2 separate regions of the Danio rerio genome follow, and region 1 is linked to region 2. The links are chromatin contacts, called in public Micro-C maps. All regions are on one chromosome and are shown on one strand. The core of a region is the stretch at or near the end of the contact, and the rest is flanking DNA. Distances in the headings are between cores, read along the strand shown. Region 1 holds the start of skia (v-ski avian sarcoma viral oncogene homolog a). Region 2 holds the start of pola2 (polymerase (DNA directed), alpha 2).

Region 1 (5,565 bases), core at 1,894-4,393, 330 kb before region 2:
TGATCTGTTTGGCGAAATATTTAGCTGCGTGTCACTGCGCACTTGTTGCACTACGCACTTGTTGCATGTGTTTTGGCCCCAACGGCCTTCCATACTGGAAAGGGGGCAACCGTGCTTCGGCCCAGTTCAAGGCAACTGTACATAGTGTGAGTAAGCCCTAAGTACATTTCCATTGCATTGTGATTATAAAATGTATATTTTTTAGAAAGGTAATGTGTCGCTTAACCAACCCAACTTTTTAGATTAGGAAAAAAGTCTATTTATAATAATGAAATAATGGACAAAACAATTATTTCCCAATAAAATATGCAATTGTTGCAAATTCTTTTCAAAATAAAACCCAAGAACTAATACATTTTGTCAAACTTTTAAACAGGATTAACTGGCCTTTGTTAGTTAATTAATAAATCACACAAGATCTTTTGCTGAGGTTATAATGTGTTTATTTTCATAAAAGTTGAACATGACAGTGGAAAACAAGATGACAGGGTGGACACTGGCGTGTATTTTTATTTCAAACTGTCAATGAGCTCCATTATATGGACTTTAAAAGGATATCCTTTATATAGACTGAGACAGATATTGCTAAAAGGTTTGTTTTGTCCACTCATGTATTGCATCTACTGGTGTAGTATGTGTGTATAAGTGTTGTAACATAAAACATTAACTAACTGACAATAAAAATAAGTAAATAAATAGTGTCAATAACAATGTATACGTCCAACCTGTCAAGGAAGGATTTGTGACAGGGTGGAAAATGACAGGGAGGACATTTTTGGCTAAAGATAGTATTTATTCAACACATGTTATACCTGCAGCTGGCACAGTGGTTAAGCTCTTTGTACACAGTTTAAAATGTATATATTTTTTTTTCTGATTTTTTTAATATTAATTAATATTTCACTATGACAGGATGTTAAGCTTAACAACATTCCGTTTTAAACACAATATGAGGAAAAATAAGAAACATAAGTGTAGATAGTTACTGTGTGCACAGCAGATGTCTTAACATCCTCTGAAGAAAGGCAGAATGGGTATGCCAATGAGTACATCGGAGGCTTTCTTAAAGGGGCATTTACCACATCATGACAGGGTGGACAGCAATTTCAAGGACATGTGCAAAATGATTAATAATATGAACAAAATAAAAGTTATTAAAATGACTTAATTAATCAAATAACTTGTTAAAGACAATACGAATATTTAAAAATCTTTTTAAATTTTATCTTATTTACCTACTTTTTTGGCTCAATGTAGTTGCTGAGCAGTGTGTGGGACGTGGCAAAACCACACCCATTCAATGAAGGAATATGACAATAATTGACATAAACAGATTTCAAAACACTTATAATTCTACCTGCATGTGTGTCAATCAGTCTTTTTTGAAGTTTGTTCGAGTTTGGTGAACTGATGCAATGCATCAAGGCCATTTGTCCCACTGTAATCCACCTGCAGTAACGCACCAGCAGGGCTAGAGGGCACTACTGCAACAGATTACATTGATCTCCTGTTTACTGTTGGACTCAATCTAAAGAGAATTAATAATAAATCGCTGGCATATGAACAGCACTGTAGTGTCAAAGGAAATGTGCATGAAATAAGTCCCATAACCATCTACAGGCAGACATAACAGTCGTGCATTCACTGTTTCAAACTTTAAGAGACGAATATATAGGTCACAGAAAGGCAGTGCTGGATGTCTGTATGGCGTAAAGCCATCACTGAAAATTGCTGTACTAATTTAAAAGTGAATACTTGATATTTATGAAAAGAATGATGGTGTCATCCATATTAGCTTGTATAATAGCTGTGATTGACCTAATGATATTATTGGCAAAACATTACAGCTGTTTTGTCATATCATGCAAATGTTGTGAAATAGGCCATGTGTGTGTTTATTAGTCATGAAGCTCCAGGACTTTCCCAGTTCAGTCTGCTGTACTCAGTTTGAGTCTAGAAGGCTCAGGAAAACCAAAACTTACAAACTCAGACCGCAGCCAGTCTAAATTAGGGCGTCTGTTAGTTTCAGACTCCACCCATCAACCCACTGATTCAACATATACTGCCCTGCCTGCCTGCAAAACGCTCTTATTTCCTCCTTTCTGAGATTTCATTTACAGTCTACTAATGTACACTTCTACCAACCATCTGAAGTGTAATTGCAGCCGTGATTATTTTTTATGAGTAATAACAACCTGCAGTGATAAGTGGCTTTTCTGAACATTTTGACTTTAATTAATAAAGAAAGAAATAGTTGTAATTGAAATAACAGAAATGAATGTTTAAGTAAAATGAGTGGAAACAAAGATAAACGCATATGGAGAAATTATATATTTTTGTATTATTTTCATATACAATTATGTATTATATGATTAACTTAATCAATTATTTTTATAATTATGTAACTATTCTAATTATTATTCATGTGTTATTTTACTTTTATTATTCAAGTTAAAAGTGACAAATGAAACTTAGTAACCTATTCAGAGCAATTAATGTCAAATTTTATAACATGGTTATTACATATGTTATAACACTGTTATAAACACTTTCAATATATTTGATAAATGTAATACAATAGCAATGCAGAAACGTTTTCTTTCTTTCTTTCTTGTATTCTTTATTCGTTCCCCTTTTTTCTGTATAATCTATTTTAAGATTATTTGGTTTGAGTAAAATATCACAATCATTAAACAAAGCTTTGTTCAATAAATTTAAGAAATAATTAATAGCAGTGTATAAATAGTTGCAGTGCTATAATTAAAAAGTAATAAATATTTAATCCACAAATAAAAAAATAAAGTTGATGAATTACTATCCAAAAATAAGACAATACTTTAACAGTAAATTGTTTAAAAGTGTAAAAAAAAACTGTGTTAAGTACAGTGACCGTCTCTCTACAGCAGTGGGGAGTGAAGGATGGTTCTTGGAAGAGCCACAGTCTGCGGAGTCAGTCACATTCTTGGCTAGGATTCAATGACTGAGCCAGACACACACAAACACTGAGAGAGAGAGAGAGAGAGAGAGAGAGAGAGAGAGAGAGAGAGAGAGAGAGAGAGAGAGAGAGAGAGAGAGAGAGAGAGAGAGAGACTCTGCTGCTCACTGACTCACTCATACTGAACTGCAGGGGCAGAGGAGCGGAGGCGACGCGCCGTGTCCGGCTGCAGCGATCTCTACTCGCAGGCAAAAACACGGATTTAAAGTTTGCGGATTGTGTATTTGACTCGTGAAATTGACGTGGGACAAGTTCGGCCTTTCCGTGGGATAGTTCTGCTGCAACTTGCGCGCTTTTGCTCGTGTTACACTTGAGTTTTCTGTCTGTGGATATGGACAGAAGAGAGCCCGCTGCAGGGGAAGAAGACGCGCCGGTGGAAACCTTCGTCTGAGCGGGGATTTGATGAAGCCCTGTGGGCCTTCTTGTGCTTGTTTTCACGGACTTGGATTTAGAGACGCAGAACCAGGACCTTTGAGTCGCATTTCTTGCCCGACACTTGGTTTCAACGACAACGCGCTGCGCGAAACATGGAAACAGTAGCGCGACAGAGTTTCCAGCCTCACCCGGGACTGCAACAAACTCTCAAACAGTTTCACCTGAGCTCCATGATCTCCCTCGGAGGACCGGCCGCGTTCTCGGCCAGGTGGCAACACGATTTGCTCTTCAAGAAGGACGGTAAAGACATCCCGGAGCCCGTGCTGCACCTCCCCCCGATGCAGCCTCCTCCGGTGATGCCCGGGCCGCTCTTCATCCCGTCCGACCGCTCAACCGAGAGGTGCGAGACGGTCCTGGAGGGTGAGACCATCTCGTGCTTCGTGGTGGGCGGCGAGAAGCGCCTGTGCCTGCCGCAGATCCTCAACACGGTGCTGCGGGATTTCTCGCTCCAGCAGATCAACTCTGTGTGCGACGACCTGCACATCTACTGCTCGCGCTGCACCGCCGACCAGCTGGAGATCCTGAAGGTGATGGGCATCCTGCCGTTTGCCGCGCCGTCCTGCGGGCTCATCACCAAGACGGACGCGGAGCGGCTATGCAACGCGCTCATCTATGGGGGCACGTACCCGCCGCACTCCAAGAAGGAGCTGTACGGCTCTATTGAGCTGGAACTCACCGAGAAGAGCTTCAAGATCTACCACGAGTGCTTCGGGAAGTGTAAGGGTCTGCTGGTCCCGGAGCTCTACACAAGTCCCAACGCGCCCTGCATCCAATGCATGGACTGCAGGCTCATGTACCCGACCCATAAATTCGTGGTGCACAGTCACAAATCGCTGGAGAACAGGACTTGCCATTGGGGCTTTGACTCGGCCAACTGGAGGGCGTATGTGCTCCTGAGTCCGGATTACACGGGGAAAGAGGAGAAAGCGCGTCTGGAGCAGCTCCTGGATGACATTAAGGAGAAATTTGATTTCTCCAATAAATACAAGCGGAAAGCATCACAGGTGAGTCGATTTGTTGCGTTTTACGCTACATCCTCTCTTCTAGAAGTGTAACATTTTTTTTTTTTGGGGGGGGGGGGGGGGGGGGGGGGTCTCCTGCAAGTGTCAGAGGTCCATGACAAGCAGTTTTACTTTAACTTTTTAAAGTAAGCCAGTAGTGACTACCATCTTTTCCAGTTATATGAATAACTTTTCATTAGATACCTCTCCCTATTTAATTAATTTACTGTATTAAGTAATTAATTTCACTTAATAGATGTTATTGGAATTGGTGGTTCCATGAAGAAGCTTTAAAATGGTGTAAACTCTTATTACAAAAAAAAATTACAAAAAAAATTTGACACTAAGAAAACCCCCTCGTTCATTTTGAAGTGTGTGATTGTGCTTAATTCTATGCTGCTACTCAAATTGGTTATAGCTATTATTTTTTGCATCTGTGCACTATTCACTTCATTTCTAAACTATGTTTTCCATTCGTTACTGACACTTTTAAATGCTGTTCATCATGTATTGTTATTCATTTTGCTTTACTAGAAGTCATTGGGCTCATATGTGTGTCAGTTTTCAGAACAAATTGGATCGTATTCTAGTCATATCAGGAACTGGTGTTCAAGTTATTACTAAACATTCTTAATCTTACTTGTAGGGTTGTATATTACACAAAACCATGCAGCTATTCTGACTAGTCATCGCATCAAATAAGGAAGCAATTGAAACTTTAAGGACTGGCTTTCAGTGAAATTTAACCATATTCTATGCGGTGACTTTTAGATTACTCACTAGTAGTAAAAAAATAGATATTGTGAAAATGGCTTGCCATATATTCATTCGCCATCAGATGAATGCTTGGAAAGCAGCCAGGAGTGTCAGTACTTTGGTGACACAAACTTCAGTCTCGACAGTAAGTAGTTCTTTGGCAGACGTACAGTGCACTTCTTATAGGGACAGTCCCCTCGGCACAACCTGAGGTTAAGTGCTATTGCAATGTTCCTGAATCACCTCTGCCAGTATTCAAACCAACAATCTCACCGTTGGCAGACAAGATCTTTTAACCACTAAGCCACACCACCAGGGTGAAATTTGTATGTCTAAGGTTTTGCGTTGGCATATTCCAAGCAGTGTCAGCTTCCCTCC
Region 2 (6,010 bases), core at 3,484-5,983:
TATCCATCCAAAGAGTTTGTAATGTAGTCGAATGTCTACAAACACAAGCGAAGCCGTTTAGAGGTCATTTCTGGTTAATGATGTCAGAATTTACCGGCATTTTGCGATGGATGTGTAAATGCTCTTTTCCGGAAAAATTCCGTAACGTCCTCGCCTGTGTGAACAGCGCTTTTTTCAATATACCGGTAAAGTCGTTCCGGAAATTTTCCGGATATTTACCGGTATCACTGTGTGAAAGGGGCTAATGAAAGTAAATGATGCAGTAGAGAATTAGTAATGTAAACTTGTCATATTAGAAATGTGTTTGCTTCCTTGTATCTCAGTTTCGATTTTTAAATGTAACATATGTTACAAATGTAAGGTGGGATCTCATTTTTTCCCTATAAAAACAGAAATGGGTTTCCATGATCAGCTGGTGAATTGAGGGACTTTACAAACCTTCATGAGATGGTCCACACGGGCCAGCAACTGTGTGTTGATGGACAGTCTGCAGTACAGCTTGTCTCCTGGTTTAGCCACCAAGCGCATTGCAAACTCCCTCTGAAACATCAGCACAGCACATCTAAACACACACACACACACACAAACACACACACACAAACACACACACACACACACACACACACACACACACACACACACACACACACACACACACACACACACACACACACACACACACACACAATAAAACCAACTCAAACAGAATAACAGCACTAATAATACTGATATTGTGATGAACTCAAACTTATCTACATCGAGTGTCATTTTCCACCAATTATGCTTCATTGTAAGTGTTTAGCATATTCATGAACAATACAAAACAGGCAAATCTGAGGCTTTAGCTAACTTGTGTGAATATAAGAAACCTTAAAGAATAATAATTATTATAATATAATTAAATAATAATAAATATTTTTTTTAAACTTTTTGTTTAAAGAATGAATCCTGCAGTCACATTTACTGACACATCCTACAAAAAAAAGTTCTTACCTAAAAAATGGCCTGTGGAGTAACAACTTGAACACAAAAGGCGATGAAATCTAAGGAAAAAAATCAAATGTGCGAATATCAGTGATTTTGTAACAATCTGCAGTACACTTCATTGACTAACATGACCCAACAATGACAAATACTTCTGAAGTGATAATTTCTCTGAAGTTCTTTGTTACTCTCAATTAAAGAGACAATGAACAAATAAAATTAAATTGAATGCATTATTTAACAAAAATCCTGACCTGTTGACCATTCATACTGTAGAAAGCACTGTTAGCACCAGAAAAGACCCACAATTAGTTGGAATATCAATGCAAATTAAACACTACATAAAATTCAATGCCTGTATGTTTAAGTTATTGCATTTATCTGACAACTAGAGTGGGCGACGCAGTGAGTAGCACGCCTCACAGCAAGAAGGTCGCTGGTTCGATCCTCGTCTCAGTTGGCGTTTCTGTGTGGAGTTTGCATGTTCTCCCTGCGTTCGCATGGGTTTCCTCCGGGTACTCCGGTTTCCCCCACAGTCCAAATACATGCAGTACAGGTGAATTGGGTAGGCTAAATTGTCTGTAGTGTATGAGTGTGTATGTGTGTATGTGTGGATGTTTCCCAGAGATGGGTTGCAGCTGGAAGAGCATCCGCTGTGTAAAAACTTGCTGGATAAGTTGGCGGTTCATTCCGCTGTGGCGACCCCAGAGTAATAAAGGGACTAAGCCGTCAAGAAAATGATTGAATGAATGAATGAATGAATAAATGAATGAATGAATGAATGAATGAATGACAACCATTGAGTTCCCATCTAGAGGAATTCATCTCAGTAAAGAAACTATGCATATATTTTCTGGGATTTCTTGGCATTGTGAATCATATTTTAAATTTTGATTTATTCAAACAATGAGTAAAAGATTCTTGTAAAATAATGCATTAAATTTATGTCATCATATTTTTATCATCTTAATGCTGGTCATACACTGCAATTATATGGTCAAGAGTGAACAAGACCTGTTTTTTTCTTTATGGTTACAGAATGAAAAAAGAAAACGGCATGAGTTTGGCATGAAAACCACATCAGAGTAAGCAAGTTTAAGTATTTAAAATTCGCTTTGAGTACATGTTCAGTGCTGTACAGCAGATGTACTCAGAAATCAGATCTACAGCAACTAAAGAGATAAACAAAATAATAAACAAAACATTACCTGATAAGGCAGATTAGCCACGCAGACATCAAAAAAGGGGAGTTCTGTTTTGAGGACGTCCCCGATGAGGATCTGAAGTTTGTTCTGCATTGGACTGTTCAATAAAAAGGATTTTTCGATTAAGCATGTGCTAAGTTTGTTGTTGGGGTAGTGATGATAAAGTTGTATGAAAAGTACTTACGTGCACTGGACTCTTTTTTGAAGCTCAGCAACAAGCCTGGTGTCCAACTCACACGCAACCACCTTTAAGTAAAAAGTAAACAATGAAATAACGGTTGGTTGAGTTCCAATAATATTTAAATTAGAAAGAAAACATCCATTAAAAGCTACTTACTTTCTTGGCTTTCTCCAGAAGTTTGACAGTCATGTTACCTGTTCCAGGACCAACTTCCAGAACAACGTCTGTTGGTCGCAGCGCTGCCTGAAAAATACATTTTGTTAATAAATAAATATGCTGATTATGATGTGCTGTAACAGTATAGACGTGCACTGAGAAAGCTCATTCAGCCTTAAAAGGAAATAGACAAACAATCCAGAAAAACTCATAATCCCTATTACTGACCTTCTCTATGATGCCGTTGACAACCAAAGGGTTTTTCAAAATATGCTGACCGATACCAGTATTAAACATAATTCCTGAAATATGGAACATGGGTTAATGTAATCCAATATTGAACAAAAAAAGTCAAAAGTATTTTTTGAATGGGTGAGTGAGATTACTTAAGGTAAAGTTGTCTATATTCCCACATTCAGACTTTATAATTTCAGTAAAGTATTCTTTGCCAATTCTAAATAGTAAAATCATATTAGCAGCCAGTGACTATCAAAATACAACACTGTTTACAGTTAAATAAATAACACTAATGTTTTTTAAAAGTCACACTTACATGGAATTTCTCACTGAATATTCCAACTAGCATGTCACAAACTGTCACTATTCAAAAAAGAATGAATGTGTGAATATAAAACCAACTTTACCCCGATGTGAGACTAGATTCAACTTTATTGTCATTATACATGTACAAGTACAAGGCAACGAAATGCAGTTTAGGTCTAACCAGGAGTGTGACAGCAGCAAGTACAGGATATAGGTATACTTTATAAAGTGCAACTATAGAAAAACTATGGAGACATTTACAGATGGATGTACTATGAACATAACTGGTTGTATTAAATATGAACAGAGATTTACAATAGATGAATGTGCACAGGCTGCTATTAATAATCAGAAATATGCAGATATATACAGTTGAAGTTAGAGTTATTAGCCCCCTGTATTATTAGACCCTGTTTATTTTTTTTCCCAATTTCTGTTTAACAGAGATATTTTTTTCAACACATTTCTAATTATAAACATAATAGTTTAAATAACTAATTTCTAATAACTGATTTATTTTATCTTTGCCATGATCAAGGTAGATAATATTTTACAAGACATTTTTCAAGACACTTCTACACAGCATAAAGTATTATGTTAAATAGGTTTACTAGGCAGGTTAGAATAATTAGGCAAGTTATTGAATAACAATGGTTTGTTCGGTAGACTATTGGAAAAAATATATATAGCCTAAAGGGGCTAATAATATTAACCCCAAAATGTTTCTTTTTAATTAAAAGCTGCTTTTAATCTGGCTGAAATAAAACAAATGAGATTTTCTCTAGAAGAGAAAATATTATCAGACATGCTGTGAAATTTCCCTTGATCTGTTAAACATAATTTTTAAAACATTAAAAAAAAAGAAAATATATATAAAACTCTGATTTAAGCTGTGTGAACAATTACAAACGTATATGTGCAGTGGACATGTACAATTCAAGATGAATTAGTTCAACAAAGTGCAATGAATACGTATAAATATTAAATAGTGCAGTGTTTATGGGGAGTAAGACCGACTGTTTTGCTTTGGGACATCACTGTTGTGAGAAAACTGAATATACACAGTAAACATATAAATATACTGTACATTTCCTGGTTTAATTTATAAATGTTAACTGGTGTTTTAGAGGTGCAAATACTGTATAAAATAAGTCAAAACAACTGGGATTAATTTATATACATGAGATGAATGAAAGTAAACATTTTGGACCTAAAAATAGCTATAATGCCTCCTCTTCTGTTTTGGAGTAAGAAGTGACCAGGAAGTGTTACTAGCAAGTTCTAAAAGGTTTATATTATTTAAATTTTAAATATATTACAGGTTTAACTTTGATTATTATATCTATAAGGGGACATTTGATTAAATGGTTTGACAGCATGCAGTACTAAAACATTTCAAACCAACCTTGACTCTTCACCTCCTGGTGTGTTCGAGACTTCTTCTCGGCTTTAACCTTCGGCATTTTGACAAATAATATCAGCGACAGTGAAAAGTAAGATGTAAATCACAAAAATACTTATACGTTTACAGCACCACAAACACGTGTAGAAGCTACAGGGTTTATTCTGTTTCCTTTCAGCTGATCTGGGAGGAAATTCGGTTGCGGTTGACCTTGCGCTCCCTCTGCCGTTCTGGAGGAGACGTGCAGGAACCGGAAGTGACCTTTCAGTGGGTTTTGCGGGTAGTACATTTTCGCGGCAATCCGAACGTGATGCAAAGACTGCTGAGGAATATGACAGCTGATTTTGACGTTTAATAAAAGGTAATCTTGTCATACAAGTCATTAAAACGTGTTCATTAGGATTGTCTTATTTCGAACTTGCTGTTATGTTGAGTAAAACTGTTTATAAAGCTAAATAAGTGAATTCGCGAGAGCGCCATTGTGTTTACGTTAGTATTTAGTGAGAGACTTAACATTTCTGACTGTTATAAGTCCGTTTTAATAATTGTGTGGTGTGAATGTTTTTGAAAAACCTGTTTTCTTTTTTAGGAGGTTGTTTTTTTACATTTGAACATCAGAGGACAATAACAATGGCTTCAGTCACTGCAGAGGACATCAAGTCTGAGCTGGACACTTTCAACATAGCCTTCAACAATGACACCATCGACAAAAGTAAATGTCCAATCTATTCATTGTGTGTGATTTTAGTATTGTTGACATGATTTAATGCTCTAAAATATATGCATCTCTTAATTTTAAACACACAAATATACATGTATGTGGTTGTGTGTTTGTAGGCAAGTACTTACAAATACACATTGAGGTAAATTTGGTTTTATGTTCACACATTAGGACTTTCTCCTTAATAATAATAACTTCAGAAATTATTTATTGCAAAAAAAAAACTGAAATCATATTAGCAGCAAATGACTATCAAAGTACAACATTGTTTGGAGTCAAATAAATAGTACCAGTGTTGTTTTCAAGTCATGCTTACATGTGATTTTAGACTGAATATTCAAATTACCATGCAGAGTTTTCAACTAACCCAAGTGGTTAAGATATTTTCTTGCTCTGCCAATATTTTTACTGGCCCCACCCAAAAAAAAAATAATTGCTATTTTTTTTAGCCACACATTTTAAAGAATGTGTCAAAAATAATCTAAGATGTATATATTTTTAAAATGTATTGTGAGCAAAATTCAAAGTGTTATGCAAACAAATAGAGCAGTATGGAAAATGTGCCGGTGTTTTATTGCAGCTCTACATTATTTAACAAATGGTGGCTGACTTGCCAAACTGAAAACTAACTGTGCAAACATTACTTCATTTTTTTCGTTGTGTTGTATCCACATCTGCTACTAAGAATTTAGAAACAAACGTTTTCGTTTAGCCTCATAATTTTATGCTACCGCCTCGTCGCTGAGACCAGAAACAAAAAAAACATGCTCACAACATCTAGTCACATAAGAGGACCCGAAAAGCAATATGGTGTTTTT

Evidence for each region. A called contact is a pair of places that touch in the nucleus more often than the background predicts.
Region 1: a contact with region 2 is called in a Micro-C map of caudal fin, with 11 times the contacts expected there. The contact joins the promoter of skia here to the promoter of pola2 in region 2. A contact is called at or near these places in 6 of 18 Hi-C or Micro-C datasets (caudal fin, embryo, hematopoietic stem cells and 2 more) and 4 of 4 datasets of contacts at active chromatin or transcription factors (caudal fin, embryo, gastrula embryo and 1 more).

Annotation. Positions count from the first base shown.
Region 1 is chr8:19,372,340-19,377,904 of GRCz12tu, reverse strand. skia (v-ski avian sarcoma viral oncogene homolog a) reads left to right here and starts at 3,143. Exons shown (of 7, transcript NM_130935.3): 1 at 3,143-4,434. The coding sequence starts at 3,523.
Region 2 is chr8:19,041,492-19,047,501 of GRCz12tu, reverse strand. pola2 (polymerase (DNA directed), alpha 2) reads left to right here and starts at 4,733. Exons shown (of 19, transcript NM_199581.2): 1 at 4,733-4,832; 2 at 5,061-5,183. The coding sequence starts at 5,102. dimt1l (DIM1 dimethyladenosine transferase 1-like (S. cerevisiae)) reads right to left here and starts at 4,647. Exons shown (of 12, transcript NM_001003556.3): 1 at 4,475-4,647; 2 at 2,755-2,828; 3 at 2,527-2,613; 4 at 2,374-2,435; 5 at 2,193-2,286; 6 at 994-1,043; 7 at 439-562. The coding sequence starts at 4,532.